Regions from separate parts of the Mus musculus genome. Here regions 1, 2 and 3 are each linked to region 4. A link is a contact called in public Hi-C and promoter capture Hi-C data. All regions are on one chromosome and are shown on one strand. The core of a region is the stretch at or near the end of the contact, and the rest is flanking DNA. Distances in the headings are between cores, read along the strand shown. Region 1 holds the start of Ankrd12 (ankyrin repeat domain 12). Region 2 holds the start of Washc1 (WASH complex subunit 1). Region 3 holds the start of Rab12 (RAB12, member RAS oncogene family). Region 4 holds the start of Man2a1 (mannosidase 2, alpha 1).

What was found. Hi-C and Micro-C count contacts between places; a contact is called where the count stands out from the background. Capture Hi-C pulls out chosen DNA fragments and counts their contacts.
Region 1: a contact with region 4 is called in a Hi-C map of CD8 T cells, with 5 times the contacts expected there. The contact joins the promoter of Ankrd12 here to the promoter of Man2a1 in region 4.
Region 2: a contact with region 4 is called in a Hi-C map of B cells, with 7 read pairs. The contact joins the promoter of Washc1 here to the promoter of Man2a1 in region 4. A contact is called at or near these places in 1 of 39 promoter capture datasets (pre-B cells), 1 of 484 Hi-C or Micro-C datasets (B cells), 2 of 115 datasets of contacts at active chromatin or transcription factors (bone marrow-derived dendritic cells and embryonic stem cells) and 1 of 9 other capture datasets (adipose tissue).
Region 3: a promoter capture Hi-C map of liver shows a contact between it and region 4, with 3 times the contacts expected there. The contact joins the promoter of Rab12 here to the promoter of Man2a1 in region 4. A contact is called at or near these places in 1 of 484 Hi-C or Micro-C datasets (CD4 T cells) and 2 of 9 other capture datasets (embryonic stem cells and liver).

The regions. Positions count from the first base shown.
Region 1 is chr17:66,075,749-66,078,598 of GRCm38.p6, forward strand. Ankrd12 (ankyrin repeat domain 12) reads right to left here and starts at 1,298. Exons shown (of 13, transcript NM_001025572.1): 1 at 1,136-1,298.
Region 2 is chr17:66,109,779-66,112,895 of GRCm38.p6, forward strand. Washc1 (WASH complex subunit 1) reads left to right here and starts at 1,768. Exons shown (of 11, transcript NM_026833.1): 1 at 1,768-1,871.
Region 3 is chr17:66,518,167-66,520,974 of GRCm38.p6, forward strand. It overlaps Rab12 (RAB12, member RAS oncogene family), which reads right to left and starts at 1,504. Exons shown (of 6, transcript NM_024448.2): 1 at 1,182-1,504. The coding sequence starts at 1,404. Gm41608 (a long non-coding RNA gene) reads left to right here. Exons shown (of 3, transcript XR_876914.3): 1 at 1-779.
Region 4 is chr17:64,600,206-64,603,277 of GRCm38.p6, forward strand. Man2a1 (mannosidase 2, alpha 1) reads left to right here and starts at 1,444. Exons shown (of 22, transcript NM_008549.2): 1 at 1,444-1,665. The coding sequence starts at 1,531.

The DNA of each region.
Region 1 (2,850 bases), core at 48-2,547, 1.5 Mb after region 4:
TCCAGGAAAGCCTTTGTGTAACGCTTTAAGAAAATGAAAAAAAGATCAGTAAGCAAGATTTTTAAAGGCCTACTTGGGCATATGTTTTTAATGAACAGATGACTTACTGGGATAGTTCATCTTTCTTTATAATTGACTCAGGCCATTTTAAAATAAGAAGAAACACATGGCTGAGAATGCAGGTTCGTCTCAACCACAGAATTAACGATAATCCCTGAGCGTCACTGATCGCCGGATTTGCAACATACTTCGCCCCAGTTCAAGGGGTGTCCAGCGGAAATTACAGTCCCTACAACCACACTGCTTCAAATGTTTCCGACGTACTCAACTAGTGCAATACTGTTCATTTCCATCCTCAACTATTCTCGCTGTAATTATTAAAACAGCTGTCAGCTGGGCTTCGGTGACCTCTTTGTACAGCGTTTTTATTCAACGCCGTGGATCCTGAAGGATGCGTCATCTCCATCTTACTCTCCAAAAACCAGATCTAAGATTCCAATACGCTCTAAGGGTCTCTGAACATCATTCCAATCGGAACTGGCACAAACTAGACCTGATCGCTCAACGCGGCAAGGGCAGGTCGCACTGGCATTTAGGACAGAACTGGCTCCGGCGAGCCGCAGCTCTTTCGCTTTCACGCACCTCTCCCGGGACCATCGCGCCTCCTACGCCCCGGCCCGCACCGAGTCTCCGACAACCGCGCACGCAGCGCCGCTGGCACCGGGAGCGCGCGGCGGCACGGCGCGCCCCCGCGATGCCGTCCGTCCCGGTGCGCTGGCGGCGCCCTCCCGGCCGCGCCATGTTCCGGTAAGCGGCGGCCAAGGCGCTCGCGCTAGCCGCCGCCCGAGCGTCGCCCAGCGGCGGCCCCACCTGCGCCGCGACCCGTCAGGATGCCGGGCGGGGCGGCCACCAACGGCCTGTCACGGTCCGGCCGGCCGCGCCGCGGGCTGGGCTGGGCCGAGTGGCGCGTAGCACACGGCTGGGCGCGGCTGGCAGAGGCGCAACCCCCCTACCTGGCTCCGGGGAGGAGACGGGGCACCGGGCTGAGGGTCTCCTCCCTGGTACCCGGGACAGACTCGAAACCGCGCCCTCCTTCCTCCCCTCTGGTCGCCACGCCCCCCTGGCCCGCACAGACCCGAGGCTCAGCGGGCGCAGAAGGGTTCACCCCCTGAACGAGGACCTCCGGGTGGCCGCCGCTGCCGGTGTCTCCGTCGCCGCTGCAACAGCCCCTGATGCCGCCGGGGCCAGGCTTAAAAACATCTCCGGTCTTGGTCGGTCTCTCACCACAGCCTCCTTGCTCCTGGACAGCGTTCTCCGCGATTGGCTGCGGCGCGAGCACGTGACCCGGGCGGACACGTGACTCCTGCAGGCACGGGACGGGCGGCGTGACCGCCGTGCCCCGCCCCCGACGCGCCCGTCCCTGGGCTCCCCGGAGGAGCGGAGCGCGCGGCGGCGGGTGGCGTTCTTGGGGAGCGAAGCGGAGCGGGTGGAGGGGGCCGGAAGTCCTGGAGCCGCGTGGGAGTCGGAGCAGCCCTCGAGCCGTCGGCCGGGGAGCTCCTCACGCGCAGTCACCACCACCGGAGATGTGCAAAAGGCGGCATGGGTGCTGGCGCCCGGCGGAGGAAACGCACATATTTTTGCAGGGTTTGAGTTGGGACGGCAAAACCAGCCGGAAACCGGGAGGGTTTTGTTAGCGGTGGTCGTGCGGGCGGGAGGGCACCGCAGCACTGTGGGGCAGGTCCGGGTTGCGTGACTGAGCCGCTTCGTGCGGCGCGGGCCGAGGGATGTCCCAGCCAGACGCACTCTGTTCCCAAAGCACGGCTCTAAGCACTGCTTGCAAAGAACGCATCGGTAAGCTCAGTTCTAGCCATGCGATCCTGTGACCTTTCTGAGCAGAAATTTCACCAAATTTGTTCCTGTGGTACTAAGTCTCATAGGGCGTGTGAGGAAATTTTACCATCGCAGCAGCTTGTCCTCAGACTTCCTTCTGAATACTTTAATCTACAGCGGTTAGCCTGCAACCGTTGTGCTTTAACCACCCTAAGAAGTTACATACTCCACAGGAAACCATCTTCTCCCTCTTCGTTAACTGTGGCCTCCTTCAGTATCCGTTAGTATCTTAATGATTTTAAGACAGTCCTATCAATAATAAGCTGTAAATTCTGATGTGAGTTTTGGGCTTGACAGGGACATAAACCTTCATTAAAAAAAAAAATCAGGATAGATTGTCTTCCATTGTTCTCAGCTATAAAAAACTTTCAGTATGAACAGTCTTCTAGAGAAATCTGTGTATGTGTGAACTGGGGACTGAAGCTCTGCCCTTGCTCATGCCAACCAAGTACCCAACAGTGGTGTATAGTGAGAGCTATATTTCTGGTGAAAACTTAACTTTAAAGACCTACCTTAGACCCTAAATCATAAGCACTCACAACCAGTTAGTCTTTTTATATAGGCAGAGCTGGAGAGATGGCTCTGGGGTTAAAAGCACTGTTTGAAGACCTAGATTCAGTTGTTCCCAACACCCACAAGACCACTCAAAACCTTATGTAACTTCAGTTCCTGGGTGTCCACTGCTCTCTTCTGGATTTGGTGCACACCACGAGCACAGGCAAAACACTAATCCACATAATATAAATCAAATCTAGCTTAAAAAAAAAAAAAGACAGTCTCATTAATTAGTTCTGTCTGGTGTGGACTTCCATACATAGAACCGGCTGACTTCAAACTCTCAAGAGATCACCTGCCTCTGCCTCCTGAGTGCCTACCTCTATAATGAGGTCCCTGTAGGGTCACTGACTTTGATAAATCCTGAAGCAATCTGATTATTCCAGGAATGAAAACTATTTCTAT
Region 2 (3,117 bases), core at 518-3,017, 1.5 Mb after region 4:
ACAGCCGTACCCAGTTTTGACACCCGTATAAACTAGTCTCCATGACTTTCTGGCTAGGGAACAACAGCCTGGGAACACACATCTCCCAGAAAAACGCCAAAACGTCTTGGCGTGTGCACGTGCACGTGTGTTACCAGACTATTAATTTAAAAACCTAAATATAGCTCGGTGTGGAGGTACAAACTTTTAAAATCCCAGGACTTGGGGAAGAGAGGCCAGTGGAGTTCTGTGAGCTTGAGGCTAGCCTGGTCTACTTAGCCAGTTCCAGGACAGCCAGGGCTATATAGTATGATTGTTTCAAAAAAAAAAAACAACCAAACTTTAAACCTTTTGAACATGGAGCCGGAGGAAAGCAAAGGAGAATGTCACCACCATTGGGGAAGCATGTCACCACCATTAGGGAAACATTTCACCATCATTAGGGAGGCTAGCTTGTCGATCGTTGAGATCCTAAACCAACCCATTCCCACAGTGGGATGAAGGTGTGCCGGGCACAACAACAGCATTGGCTCCGGGTGAGGGCACTGAAGGCTGTGCACCCACCCAGTCCTTCATCATCTCTCTGACCTCAGATGGTAAAGACTGATGCAGGAGGACTGCCCCAGACCCCACGAGAGGACAGGACAACTTTGTATGATTATTCCCTATCACATTGTTACCAACCCTGCTTGCAAGAGCTTTCTGCCTTCCAGAAGACTCCCCAGCTGCCAAAGAGGGAGCCCCTCCCTCCCCCACAAGCACATAGCTCACAACTTCCCCACGGCACATTGCTTTCAACATTAGATGGCCACAACACTAACTGACAGAGACCCTGCATAACCTGGCAATATGTAGGATCCTGGACATGCCCACTGTGTCTTCCTGTATGTGGTGTGTGTGTGTGTGTGTGTGTGTGTGTGTGTGTAAGGGTATCCAAAGAAGACAGAAGGGAGCACTGGATCATGCTGAAGCTGGAGTTACAGGTGACTGAGTAGATCAAAGTGGGTGTTGCAACCTATCTTGGATCCCCTGCGCCAGTAGTTAGTACTCTTAACTTCTGAGCTCTTTTTCCAGGTCCTGTACACATACATCTTTAAAATCATTTCCTGGTTGCTATGGCAATCTTTGCAGGCCTAGTGCTGCTCCCAGCTGTTTTTTGGCCGTGGGGTGGGGTGGATTTCTGTCAGCAATTCTTATGTGGCTGCTGACCGACTAAGAGCTCATCAGCTGTGGGCTGTCTGTGGCTTCTTTGGCCCTACGGCTTTGGCTTGCTGCCGGTAAGAAGGCTGTCTGAAAACTAGAATAAGGGATGCGGTAGTAGGGGAGACTCATCTGCCCCCAACACTCTCAAAACACACACACACACACACACACACACACACACACAGACTGTCCATCTACAGCACTGCTTTCTCATTCCTAGTAAGCAATATTCCAGTTTGTTTCTACGCAGAACTTGTGTACTCCAGGTCAAATCATACCGTATCTGATCGCTTCTACGTTGATTTTTTTTTTTTTTTTTAAGTTGGAGACTAAGGGACTTTACCTTTAGAGGTAAACACAGGAAAGGTAGGATCTTCTAAAAGATTAATTAAGCCACTGAAGTATGCATGGCTGGAACAGAGCGGGCGTTTGGAGAACTTCCACTTGATGTCCTATATAGTGCATATGTAGTGTGAGGGTTTCTTGGAGCCGGTAACAGGAGAGACCTGAATCTCCCAGACAGGAAAGGTTAAGCACAGAGTGTGGGGCGGCTTCCTGGTCTAGGCCCCGCCCACCAGCAGCCCGGAGAGCCGGAAGTCGGAGAGCCGAGCTTACAGTGGTGGACGCTAGGACCTGGGAGTGCGGGTCACCGGGGGGCGGGGACGCTCACGTGAGGACGCCGCCTTGGGGTAAGTGTGCAGGGTGGGCGAGGGGCGGACTGGGAGCGCAGGACCGGGAGGAGGCCGCGACCCTGCCGCCCACCGGCTGGAGGCGAGTGAGGGCTCCCGGGCGGGACGGGCCCGGACGGACCGGGAAGGCGATGTAGGGATCCGGCCTGCCGCTCCTCCCACACCCTGCAGCTCCGGCTGCAGAGAAGAGGCCCCGTGGCTTCCTGAAGATTAGGGGGAGCAGGGCGTGGGAGGACAACTTGCACGGTGCGGGTGGGTTGTGCTGAGCACTTTCGAAATTACGAATTACACTGGTGACACGCACATATGGGGGGGGGGGGTTGGTGATCTGGGTTAAGCACCGATCACTTAGAAACATTTCACTTATGCTAAACAACAAGCACGGTCTCTGTCAACATAGATACTTGACAGGCATGTGTGTGTGTAAGAATGTATAAGAGAGGAATGTTTATGTATTCATGGCATGCATGACAAGTGAAAAATAAACAGAAACGATTGGAGGCCAAGGTAGAACTGTAGTCATTTGCTGGAGGGAGGAATTATTTTTGTCTCAGAACAAAACTCACGACTTACAGTAAATTACGTTTACTTCTGAGCTATTTATTATTTCCCCCCACAAGTAGAGTGGCCTTCAATCCATTTTAGATGGTTTGGAAAATTCCCCTTGTGGGCAGGACCGAAAACAGGCATCTACCCACTCCTTACAGGGCCCCAAATGACAACCCAAAGTACAAGTCCATCAAAGGGGTTCCTTGGGGGAACCCCTGAGTTTACTGGGTTTACTTGCAGAATGCGGGGTTCCCAGAGCAGCAGAATCACCAGAAAATCCCCCTGCATAGATGATGAGTCCCCCTTACTAGTATGGACACTGAGGTTACTAGGTGTTGTGCACTTAGGGCAGAATTATTGTATATAACGGGCAGAAGGTGCAGAGGGGAGGGGCAGAACATGACCCACACCATGAAAGGATGTCAGTAGTCCACAGGCCTATCTTGAACTTCACTTTGGAAGTGACACTTGTCCCAGTGGAGATGGTTAGTGCTCAGAGTGTCCTGCACGGTGACACTCCAGACTTTTCCAGTGAGAGCCATCAACGTCTTTGCAATAGCGATGCCTAGTTCCAGAGTTTATTGTGAACATGAGCAACGATGCTGTATGAAGCTGGGGCTCAGGGCAGAATCTCTTGTCTTTCTCTTCACATCAGGACCCCCTGAGTAAACACAGGGCAGGGTATCAAGCAAGATGT
Region 3 (2,808 bases), core at 254-2,753, 1.9 Mb after region 4:
TACCCGGCAACTTACCAATTACGACCTAAAGAGAGTCCCTGAAATTCTCTACAGAATTCTCATCTCAAAACGGGAACCATCAATGGTTACAACGGAAAATATGTGCACCAGTGTTTAGCTTTTCAAACCTCCAAGCTGAGATTTTGTTTGTTTTGAGACAGGGTCTCTCTGCATAGCCCTGGCTGTCCTGGAACTCACTGTGTAGACAGACCAGGCTGGCCTCGAAATCAGAGATCCACCTTCCTCTCCTTGGGGCTAGGATTCAGGGAGAACGCTAGATTTTTTGTCACTCTGTCCAGTCCCTCCTGCTCACCCCCTTTTTCTATAAGCCACCCCAAATGAGAGTTTTCCAGGTAGCTTTTCCATGGTCACAACTGTTTCCCATAACCCCAACAAACCTCTATGTCAAGCCCTGTCAATCCAGTGTCACTAAAAACATTCCCTTGCAGTTTCAAACCCAGATCCCGAGGAAGGTAACAGGAGCGTTACCTATGGATTTCCCGGTAATTCACCGACCTCGGGTGGGTGCCGGGAAATCGCCCTTACTTTGCCCGCCTATCCACCCGGTTATTTGAGGTCAAGGATAAACACAGCTGAAATCCCTTTGCCCTACATTTGTGCACAGAACAAGAAAGAAACCCGAGTGTAGCTTTAGCGCGAACTGTCTCTGCAACAAACTTCTTTTCTGTAAACCACGAAAATAGACAGAAAATGAGAAAGCAAACCTTGGTCCATCCCTCCAGCCTGCAAAGCTGCGAGGTCCGGACCCATTTAAGATGGTGAGTAACCCCGGGGCACTGCACTGGTGGGTGGCCTTCAGCTCTACTTTCGGTTCACAAAGCCGTTTTCCTGGGTGAGCAGGAGTAACGGACCGGGAGTTTCCGCGGATGCATCACCCGGACCTCATGACTGGTGAAGGCTCCGGGAGGGAATGTTTGGGCTTCGGGGGTCCGACACCCGCGGAAAGGCCACGGAAAAGCTCGGTCTGGCCACAAGAGAGGGTCGGGCTTCCACGGAGACCTGGGCTGTGCGCGGCTCGGATGCCAGATGTGCCCACGGCGGGTATGCCCGGGCATCCGTAGGATGATTCGTTGAGGCCCTGGGAGAGGGTCAGAGCTTCCATGGGGACAGGGACCGGGCCCCGACCTCCCCCAGGCCCACCCGCCACAGGCCCGGCGTACCCACGGTGGACTTGCAGGCCTCGCAGAACGTGTCGTCGGTGAAGCGCTCCATCAGGCTGGTCTTGCCCACGCCGCGGGAGCCGATGATGATGACCTGCAGCTTGAAGTCGGCCGGCCTGGGGGGCTGCTTCCTCCGGCGGGCCTGGCCGCCCGACAGCGCCGGGGAGACCGCGCCCAGGCTGCCGCCCGCGGGCCGCCGGTGCAGCGCGGCGCTGGGATCCATGCACGCATACGGCTCGCGCTCGGGCCGCCGTCCGCGCGCCCCGGGCCCCCGCGCACCCTCCACCCGCTCCGCGCTACCGCCGCCGCCGCCGCCGCCGGGAGTAGAGGAAGGGAAGCAGCTTCTCCGCAGCAGCGGTAGCAGCATCCCGGACCGGGAGGGGCAGGAAGCGCAGGCGCGGCGCCACGCGGGACTGGAGCCCGCCCCCTGTCGGTCGGAGGACCGAGCCGTGCGCTCCGCTCCGTGGGGTGTATGTTATGTGTGGGTCGCTCTCCGTCACCCCTGTTCCCTCGGCCCTCCCCACTCGGCGCACTTTCACTCGTGGTTTATCCTCATCGTGCACCGTTCCCAAGAACCACACACTTCTTTTTAGCAGCCCGTCCCAAACGTGTCTCAAAGTGCATATAGCCTGTGATCATCTTCCAGAATTTAGGGTGTTTGGGTGCTGGGGGTCTCGGTCTGGCCCACGCGGGGTTAGGGTGTGAACGCCACTTTGGAGGAAGCCCACGTACCCTGGCAGGGCCGCACCTCTGCGTGCACTTTTCCTGTGGGGCCCCGAGGAATCAGCTATCTTAAATGGATCTTAAAAGTCTTCCTCAGACTTACAGTTCGTAAAATTCAGTGAGTGACATGCACCTTAGGGGAAGCCAGCAGGTAAAAACTCAGATGACAAGCGACCTAAACTCCGAAGGTTTAGGTACTGACTTGGGTGTGTTATTTTGCCATTTCTACTTGAAAGTATTTACGGCTACAGAAGCTTGCCAGGGATTTATTTAGCAAATTCCTTTGCGTGAACTTGAGCACCTCGGAACACAGGGTTCTAAACATGATAGGAGCTGGCATGCTTGCGAAGAATGATCACATTACTCACCAAATTTCAGCCGTATTTAGAGCTAAGTTTACTAATACATAGCGCATGCGTTTGTTTTGCCATGGATGCACAGTTGAAGAAATCACATTATTTTGCAAAAGTAATCCCAATTGGATTTTTAAAAATGTTATAGCCTATTCTAAATTATCGTTCTTTTTTTCTTGGCGGTACTGGGGATGGAACCTAGAGGCTCACATGGGAATGAATGAAAAGACTCTTTTCATCTATCACTGTTGCAAAAACGTCAATACAAAAGAACAACAAAACAATAAGCCATACACCCTGTTGCAGACTCCAAAGGATGATATAAATGCAAGGTATTCAACTGTTCCTAGTAGGCAGGTGACTCTGCATAACTTGTAAGGTTAAAGACCCTGGCATCCAAAATAGTATCTCTTCCCCCATAGGCAGGTCTATAATGTACCAGAATAGTGGATGTCTTAAATGGGGGAGTTTGGAAAGAAATCCACAGGACTCGGGTTCCATGCTTGTTTGCGTCTTTAAGCCAATTATCAAGGTTACTCCAGGATGCTTCA
Region 4 (3,072 bases), core at 194-2,693:
AGACCATAATTCAATAGTGGGTACAGGCATTTCTTAGATCCCCCTCTTACTAGATTTTGTCGCCAGATGTCTACATCTGCCTACAAGAGGCTTTGTCAGCCTCCCTTTTCCCCTGGTTTCACCAGGATGTCGCCAAAAGCAAGAGGAAAAGATGAGTCCTTTTTAGGCTCCTCAGATTTCTTGTCTACCTCCCCTTCCAGCCCTGCACAGACCCTTCCAAGGCAGGCTGATCTGGGCGTTCCAGGATAGAAGACGCGACAAGAGGATGGAATCTGGGGAATGAACCACTGTCGCTCTGGACCTTAGGCTGCTGGAGCCCTGGAGGCACCTCTCTGCTGGCCTCAATTCCTGCAAAGCCGCCTCCCTTGTCACTGAAGCCTCTTGAGGTCTTCCTACTGTCAGGGCCCAGTGAGGCAGGCGCTGGGCGGGCCTGGCGGGCGGCGCGCTGTGATTGGGCGCCAGGGGGCCCGCCCCCTCATCCCGGCGCGTCGGGAGGGGGCGGGGCCAGCCGGCTGCCCAGCTCCAGGGCTGCGGGCGCCTATTGACCCAACGGCCGCTGCGCCGCCGCCGCTGCCGCCGCCGCCGTCTCCTCCGGCTCGTGGCGGGCGGTACAGGAGCGCCGAGTGGCGCTGGGGAACCGGCTCTTCCTTTCGCGGCTGCCGCCGCCATCTCCGCGTTCTCGGGGCGGGAAGGAGGGGGTGCTCCACGGCTGCAGCTGGAGCGGGCTCCTCTCCGGGGACGGTCCTCTCCTCCTCCCTCGGCTTGCCTCCTCCCGGCGCTGCCCGCCCCCTGCGCCCTCCGCGTGCAGCCCGGGCCCGCGAGGGGGAAGGTAGGGGCGGCGGGGGCCGGGAGAGGCCGGGGATCGGACGCACACGCCGAGGAAAGTCCTGGATTGCAGCGCTCCGGCGCACAGGGTGCACCCGGGTCGGGCCCCCGCAGTAGCCGCGGCAGGAAGGGGTTCTTCGGCGGGCACGCGGGGGCGGTGTGGCGGGGGTGGGCCTGGGTGTCCCGGCGCTAAGTTGTGGGGCACGGCGCCTCCAGGTCCAGTTCCTTCTTCCGCGCGCTCCTTGCTCCCAGCGCCGCACACTCGGCCCCGGAGCCGCGGAACCCGCGCGTTCTCTGGGCGCGGAGGACACGCCTGCCCTTGTCGAGAAAACTTTTCCTGCCGACTCAGTCGTGCCGGCCCGTGGCAGGAAGTCGGGCAGAGACCTCTCCTCTGACTGCTCCGACCGCCCTACCGGGTAGCGCTATCCTGCAGGAAAGCAAGTTTGTGGGGACCTTTGCCTTGCTCTCCAGGAGTCTGCCTTGCAGGGACGGCCGGCCTTGGGGAGGGCAGCGGGCCAGGGCGTAGGCCGAGGGCGCGTGGTGGCTCCGGAGACGAGGTGCGGAGCGCAGCCGGGACCCGCGCCGTAGCGCGCGAAGGGTGTGCGGCCGGGAGCAGGGAGCCCTCGGCGATCGCCGGCTGGAGTCCTCAGTCTTCTGCCTCCTTCGGGTGAGGACCGCGTCCTGGCCCCGAGTCCATCGAGGAAAATGAAGTTAAGTCGCCAGTTCACCGTGTTTGGCAGCGCGATCTTCTGCGTCGTAATCTTCTCACTCTACCTGATGCTGGACAGGGGTCACTTGGACTACCCTCGGGGCCCGCGCCAGGAGGGCTCCTTTCCGCAGGTAAGCACCTGGTGGCGGGCGCAAGCTGGAGGGCTGGTCCCGGGGCTCGCACTTCTCGGCACCGGGGCAGGGTGAGGCCGCACCCGACGACCGGCAGAGCCTCATCCGGCTTGCTGAGGTTTCGGACCGCTGAGTTTGCAAAGTGCTGGGCGTCATGCGGTGGCAGCCTTGGCACCGGGCAAAAGAGGACATATTCCCACATTTGCACCCGGGCCTGTGGAAGTGGGCTCGGCCACCTGCTGGTGGGGAACCGGTGTGAGTGTCGCCCCTAAGCTAGCTCAGGGTTAAAGCTGCCAGAGGCCGCCCAGATCCCTGAACGCACCGAGGCGCGGAAATTGATTAAACACAGCCCACCTAGGCAGATTTCTGTTTCTGACCCCTTTCCCTTTCACTGTCTCTTAAGAGATAAAAAAGTTTATTTCCTGTTGCAGCCCTTTGAGATATGGATAGTAGGGTTGATTTTAGTGTCGTCATGCTTCAGCTGTTACCTCGGGTTGGTTTGGAGCAGAGTGGGGAAGCGCCTGTTATTCTCTCACTGGAAGCTGTGCGGCGCTCAGTTCTCTGCGGGGTGGTCCAGCTGGCAGAGGAGTTGAACAAACGACCCACCCGAAGTCTTTCAGGAAAAGTTACTAGCAAATAACAAGAAATGGATGCAATAGGTTCTGTGTGGGAGGTGACCACGTAGCAATTGAGAGTGGCCTTTACGGCTTTTCTCTGTTGACACACATACATTTTAGTAGAAGCAGATGTGTGGAGAAATCCGAAGAATCCAAGTGTTGACAAGCTAACAACTAGTTGACCAGAGCAATCTACAACCTACCCGAATAAGGCTGATGTTTTGCCTTTTTTTTTCTTTTAATATGACAGTTTAAATGACTGGAAATAGCCCTTGCCATTTCTTCTGATATGCCAGGGTCAATGGCTTGGTGGGAATTTAATGAAATCGGAACGAGGACTTGCGGATTCTGTCATTAGTACACAGCACTAGAAGTATTTTTTTCTTTTAGAAGTGTGGAAATAAAAAGCTGGCCACAGACAGATGTTTCCAAATGTTTACAGCTTCTGCTTCCCCTATAGAGCACAGAGAGAAAATATATAACACATGCTCTCTGCTGCCTTTAAATTTTGAACTTGGGAGTTTGCACCGGCCTTGTGCAAAGGCTGGAGTAAACTGGCAGCCAGGGCCCGGGAGATCTGAGCTTTGTCCCACATGCTCTCTAATTTTGGAGTTAAATGTACCTTTCTCCCCCCAACCCCATTTTCAGAGTTTTCTCTTTGCACGAAATATATAAATGGAACTCCTCTTGCCCAGTGACGTCTTAATAGTGTCCTCTAGCTTTGGCTGGGTGATCGCTTGAACATGATTTATGCGAACATCTGCATGGGGTTCTCTGGCAACCTTGACAT